Linked DNA regions of Mus musculus: region 2 is linked to region 1. Evidence: chromatin contacts called from public HiChIP or PLAC-seq data. All regions are on one chromosome and are shown on one strand. Each heading gives the region's core, a stretch centred on a gene start, on an enhancer-like site or on the middle of the called end of the contact. The rest is flanking DNA. Distances are from core to core; before and after follow the strand shown.

Region 1 (3,140 bases), core at 460-2,959:
TATCCCTATAAGATCTGAGAAGGAAGAGAGAGAGAGGTGGTTCTCTCTCTCTCTCTCTCTCTCTCTCTCTCTCTCTCTCTCTCTCTCTCTCTCTCTCTTTCTCTCTTGCTTCAACATTGACCTCTCCTGGCCCCTAGACTGGAACTTGAGCCCTCTCAACCCTGGTTCCTAAGATAGGACTCTGGGTGAAACTGCAAACCTATTGTGGGGCTTCTCAGTTTAATAAATCCCATTCCAAAGACACTTTCCATTGGTTCTAGAGAACCTTACCACATGACCATCCACAGTGATCACAAAGCTCACAGACAGGCTGGCAGGGTTGTCATCAAATCCACAGACTTGCTTCCATCCTCATGTGAGGAAGAACTCATGGACTGGAAACACAAGGAAATAGGATGTGCTAAGAAATATTTCAAGTAGGCAAGAGGGAAGAAGGGAGGGAGGGAGGGAGAGAGAGAGAGAGAGAGAGAGAGAGAGAGAGAGAGAGAGAGAGAGAGAGAGAGAGAGAGAGAGAGAGAGAAGGAACAAGGGCCTGGGGGCATCCCAGGGCATGCTGAAGAATGGTGCTGTTCAAGCACGCAATCCTTACTGGGTGCCTGCAGTGTCCATACAGAAAGAACAGAACAAGCCAGCTGGATGATGGCTCTCCCTCAAGAACTCCACAGCCCTCCAGGGGGAGGGGCAGTCTAAACAGAATATATTGAGGACCAATAACCACAGCCTCCCAACCAGGACGGCAGATGGGGAATGGGTTATAGGTCTGTCAAGGTGCTGAAGTTTTCATTTAGCATGAGGTATGGGTACCATGAGTAAAGGCATTAGGGAGGTTCCACAAGACAGAGGTACCAGAGGCTGCTCTGCAGGCAGAAGTTCTCAAGACAGGCTGCTTGGAGGGAGTGACTCTAAAGTTGGACTCTGGCAGAAGCATGCAGGGTTTTGTGTGTGTGTGTGTGTGGGGGGGGGTCAGAGACTTCAGGTAGGAGGGATAGTAAAGGCTGATAGAAGTAAGGAATGGGGACATGAGCTATGCACAAAGTGCCATGCTGAGATTTCAGAGCCTCCCAGGCTACCTCATCTAATCTTCTCACCCCTCCAAGGAAAGGAGGCCATTCTACAGACAAGAAAATCAACACAGGCTACTTGCATGATCTCCTCATCAGAGAAGCTCCCAGTGAAGGCAACTTGCCCCATCACTGAGAGAGTCTCTACAGTTTCTTCTAGAAGATCCCCCAAGATATGAAACAAAGGAGAGGGAAATCTACAAGGAGGTAGTGCAGCACTAGCAGCTTGGTCTTCCCAGGGTATGGAGCACTTGCGTGGGTAGTGGTCAGCTCCTCCTAGGAGGACATGCTACTGAGCATAGGGCAAGAGGACTCTAAGGCAACTACCATGATTTTTATGCCCAGGCAGCTGCCCTGAAGTGAGATAGGCAGGGGATGTCACACAATGAGCCTACAGAGATAAGGCAGGGCTACTGAATCCCCAATACCATGAATTAGGACACTGGGTGCAATCAGTGGTGATCCACTGATGAGGAGAAGTCAGCCTCCACCCTGAGTCCTAGGGACATGTCTCTCAGCATGATGCAGACATAGGTAGGACCTCATTGCCTGGCACAACGTGGCCATGTTCTAGAAAATTCTGTGTGCTCTCCTGATCTGCGTGTGCTGTGCATGTATGAATGCAGTGGTAGAGGCCAACCTGGGATCTCATGCATACTGGACATACTGGGCAAGTACTCTTGCCTGAGCCTTAATTCAGCCCAGATCTGGATACTGTCTTTGGTTTTGGTTTTGTTTTTTTCCTTCTACTTTTAATTGGTTCGTTGTGAATTTCACACTATGCACCTAATCCCACTCATCTCCCCCTCCCCTCATACCTGCCCTCTACCCTTGAAACCTTCCCCCGAACAGAGAAAAAATTCTTTCTGTGGAAGCTGTGGTGTGTCACAGTGTGTCCCACAGTTCACCCTTTTGTCCACACTTCTTTGTTTGCAAATGTTCATCGCAATGACTCATCTGTCTGGTGTGAGGCCTCTGGCTTCTGCTAGTCTATCAATACTGGACCCTCGCTGGGACTCCTCTCGGATTCACTGTTGTTGCCCTGTGTCATGGAGATCCTGTAGTTTTGAACCTGTAGGACCAGCCCCTTCATGCACTCCAGCCGTTCACTGATGGGGTACATGTTGGGATGAGCCCTTTCAAAACCTTGGATCTGAGAGGTATATGAGCTGGTCAGCTCAAAGGCTCTTCTATTATCATGCCCTCAGGGCATCTCACCACCACCAACCCCTGCAACCAAGGCCAGCTCTGCTCTGTTGCCCCAGTGAGACGCAGGACCCACTCTCCTGAGTGTTGTAGTTGGTGAAGGACATGGTCAATTCTCCCACTCTTATGACCCTGGGACTGTCTTTCCTGCCCACCATAGATAGTGAGGGGTGAAGGAGAAGAGGAGGGTGTCTCTCCCACATCCCTCATCTGCACCACTGTCCAGTAGACAAGAGGCAGGGCCGGTTCTCCCATACTCACACCCATGGTATTGGCTCACCTGCAACCCTATACAGGGCCAGCTCTACTGTGCTCTTCAAGTGAGATGCAGGGCCTGCTCTCCAGAGAGCTATAGCAACTGAGAGGCAGGGACAGCCCTCCTGCTTTGATGACCTCGGGCCAATTCTCCTGCCTGCCATAGATGGTATGGACTCAGGGGTGATACTCCCACTCACCCACCCACGTCACTGCAAGGCAGACAAGTTGTGGAGCCAGATCTCCTAAGCTCACACACTCAGTTTCACACACACACACACACACACACACACACACACACACACACACACACACCCATCTACTGCCAAGATCAGCTCTACTGTTGTGCCCTGGCAAGGTGCAGTGCCTGCACTCTCGAATGCTACAGCTGGTAAGGGACAGACAGAACTCGTCTGCTCTAATGATCTCAGGGCCAGGTCTGTTGCCTGCTGCAGGTGGTGAGAAGGAAGGCAGGGGAAAGGGTTATCTCTCTCTCTCATCCATGTCACCATACAGGAGACAAACAGCAGGGCTTATGCTTGCATCCTGGGGGCTATCTCACTCTCAGTGTGTGGGCCATACTCCGAGTACTACAGCTGGCTAGAGGCAGGGCCAGTT
Region 2 (3,148 bases), core at 260-2,759, 270 kb before region 1:
CTGGGTCTGCCTGTTGGGGTTGCAGGAGCTAGGGATTCTAGACATGTGATGAGGGGATTGGGTTTATATTCCCCCCTTAGATCAAGGGTGACCTTATCTCAATTTATTGCATGTATAAAGAGCCTGTATCCCCCAAATGCTCATCCTAGGTCCCGATGGATGGATATTTGGTGTGGGGGGGGGGTGGGGGGGTGGGTATTGCCTAGGCTAGTCATCATGGTTCCTCTATATATCAAGATGGCATTTCTTCACATTTCTAATGACTGAGTGGCTGCAAATGTAACTTTCTCAAAGAAAAGACTCTGCTAAACAACTCACTGTACTGTAAAGATTGTCTGCACCCCAGCCACAATCCGAAAAAGAAATAATAGGCTAACTGTTAAGCAACTTTTCTGTGGGACTGGATTAAGAATAGAGAGGGCCAACCTGGGAGCCCAGAAGGGTAGAGCTAGCTTCTGTTCAGAAGGTGGGAGGAGAGAGAAGGCAGGGTTGAGCGGAGGTAAGAAGGTCCAGAGATAGGCAAGCTCAGATCCTGGAAATATGAGAAGTCAGGGAATAGCTATGACTTCCCAAAGGTTTGACTCACAGGCCACAGTCCTACTCATGGGTCTTGAACATCCTGCTCTGGATTTTCGGCCACTCAGGACACACTCAACACCTCGGGAAATAGAAAGTTAGATGCCAGAAGGATAGAAATGGAAGAGAGGGAGGGGTGTCAATTTAAAAAGGAAAAAGAGGAGTTTCTCCTCGCCCTGGCATATGGCCTCTGACCAAACTTGTGTCAGTCTCTTCTGTGCATTTGTTCTTTGGGACCTGCAGGGCTCAGCTGCAGAAAGAATCCTGTGGATAGTTTAGGGATATCTCAACCCTACCTGCCTTTAGCAGGGAAAACCTATTTTAAGTCAGTTGGACAAGCTCTCTCCACCTTGATGTTTCCTTGGCCCGCCTTCTGAGCTGAACCCTGCCTTTTTCCTATTGCTAGCCTCGGCACCTAATTGATAGTTCTGGCTGAAGCTTTGTGAATAGTTTAACATGTAGCTCAGGCTGGCCTTGAACTCCTGATTTCCCTCAGCCACTAGTGAGCTGGGATTACAGACAAGGAGCTCACTGTTCCATACAGCATCTTTTGCATCTTTTACTTCATTTTCATGCTTTCTGTCCTTGGCCACATTCTAGCACATTCTGCTACTCCTGCCTCTGCACTGACCCTGCAGCCTTTCACGGAGAGCCCTTCCTAAGAGGCAGCCACAGCAGCAATCATGAAGGAAGGAAGTCTGGCCAGGCCCTTCTAGCACATGGCCAACACGACTCTCATTTCCTTTTCTTTCTGGAGTTCTTTTCAAAATGATCTTTCTTTCCTGCATATCTTTTTCTTTTTTTCTTTTTTTTTTTTTAACATTAAGGCTCACATGGAAAGAATTTGTTTAGCTTGCAGTGGTACAGGGGCATGAACTGTTTGTATAGTGATTCATGCACTCTGGACTGCTAATGGGCACGGGACCGGGGCAGGGAGTGTTAGCTGGAAGACCAAGCCATAAGTTTTGCTGCTAATGAGAGGTGATGGCAATCCAATGCATCAGAATATAGTCTCGATAGTAGGCTTCTTCGGTTTGGCAGTTTGATTTTCTGGAACACTCTTATGTCTGTAAGGGAAAGAGGAGATGGAAGCACCAGAGAGCAGATGTGTGTAGGTCAGGATGACGGTTGAGTTTAGTCTATATGCACTGTCTCATTTTTTTCCAAGGATGCTTAAAGAAGCCCTGGAGGTCCTAAACAGATGAGGCACACAGATCTAGCAGATCATCTGGTCTACCTCCAGCTTCCAGTTTCATGCATTTTATCCCGGAAAACTGGGCTTCAGGGAATTCCATGATATTCTGGTTTACTGTTTTCTGAACCTCAAACATCAACATTAAATAGATCTGCTTGTGTTTCTGATACAGAGATGGGATGGACAGAGGTCTTATACAATTATAAACAGATTCCTGGATTATACATAACCAGAAACTCGAGCCCCCACCCCTGCAGCCACTAGCCATGTTACCTCAGATCTGCTTAGTTGGACCATCCAAGGTTTCTGGAAAATTAAAGAGTATGACAAGGTCTTCCTAAAGTACTCTAGGTGGAGGATATCTACAGTAAGGAACATGGCTTGAAATCATGGCTGCAGTATAGATATGCTAACAGCAGCAGATAGGACCTTTTCAGAGGCTCAGTGAGGCCTTTGAGAATATCTCAGATTGGGATCTGCAATCCTGGAAATTGCTTCCTGTCCACGTCAGATGTGATTTTTTTCTCACATCTTAAGGATTGTCTAGAAGGCTGTATTGGCTACTTCTCTTCTTGCTGTGACAAAATAGCAGACAAGAACGACCTAGGGAAGGAGAGGTTTATTCTGGCTCACAATTCAAAGGGCTATGGTCCACCATGGCTGCAGAAGGCATAACGGTAGGATAGAGAGGCAGCTAGTCCCGTTCCATTCACAGCCAAAGAGATATGAATGCCGAAGCCCTGTTCCCTTCTCTCTTCAGTCAGGGACCCCAGCTCACGGAACAGTGCGGCCCACATTTACAGAGGATCCCTTCTACCTCCACTAACCTAACTTAGAGACTCCCTCACAGAAACACTCAGAGGTTGGTTTCCATTTAGATTCTAAATCCTATTGAGTTGTCAATCAAGACTAATCATCAGAGAGGGTCAATTGTATTTGTTTCCTGTGGCTGTTAGAATCACCAGACTACTGGTAAAAAGCAATAGCAAGTTATTTTCTTAACAGCTCTGGAGGCCAAGAGTCAAAAATCCATTTCACTGGGCCTAAATCAAGGCACAGACAGTGCTACCCTCTCTCCTATAGCTATAGGGAAGAACCCATTCTGTGCCTCATTCAGCTTCTAGAGGATTTGAAATTCCTTGACTTCTGACAACACCCATTTCTGCCACTATGAGCTCATCACCATCTTCATCTGTTAAATCCACCCACCTCTCTTTCGTAAGGACTTTGTGGTTGCATTTAAGAACTGCATGATGGTACCAGAGAGATGGCTCTGTGGTTAAGAGCACTTGCTGCTCTTCCAGAGGACCCAGATTCGATTCCTAGTACCCACGGGCAGCACACAACCTTCTATAGCTCTAGTTCCAAGAAACCCAT

Evidence for each region. HiChIP or PLAC-seq counts read pairs in DNA pulled down with a chosen protein or histone mark.
Region 2: a FOXA1 HiChIP or PLAC-seq map of pancreatic cancer cells shows a contact between it and region 1. The contact joins two enhancer-like sites. A contact is called at or near these places in 3 of 39 promoter capture datasets (the 3T3-L1 cell line, the C10 cell line and cranial neural crest) and 2 of 115 datasets of contacts at active chromatin or transcription factors (acute myeloid leukemia and pancreatic cancer cells).

The regions. Positions count from the first base shown.
Region 1 is chr1:88,392,415-88,395,554 of GRCm38.p6, reverse strand. No RefSeq gene overlaps it. Among named protein-coding and RNA genes, the nearest start is that of Spp2, 13 kb to the left of the region's middle. Within about 2 kb of position 1,709, at least 6 of the 459 cell types and tissues checked have an H3K27ac peak or open chromatin away from gene starts, as enhancers often do. A contact at or near this core is called in pancreatic cancer cells, where this site is marked.
Region 2 is chr1:88,661,267-88,664,414 of GRCm38.p6, reverse strand. No RefSeq gene overlaps it. Among named protein-coding and RNA genes, the nearest start is that of Arl4c, 39 kb to the left of the region's middle. Within about 2 kb of position 1,509, at least 45 of the 459 cell types and tissues checked have an H3K27ac peak or open chromatin away from gene starts, as enhancers often do. A contact at or near this core is called in pancreatic cancer cells, where this site is marked.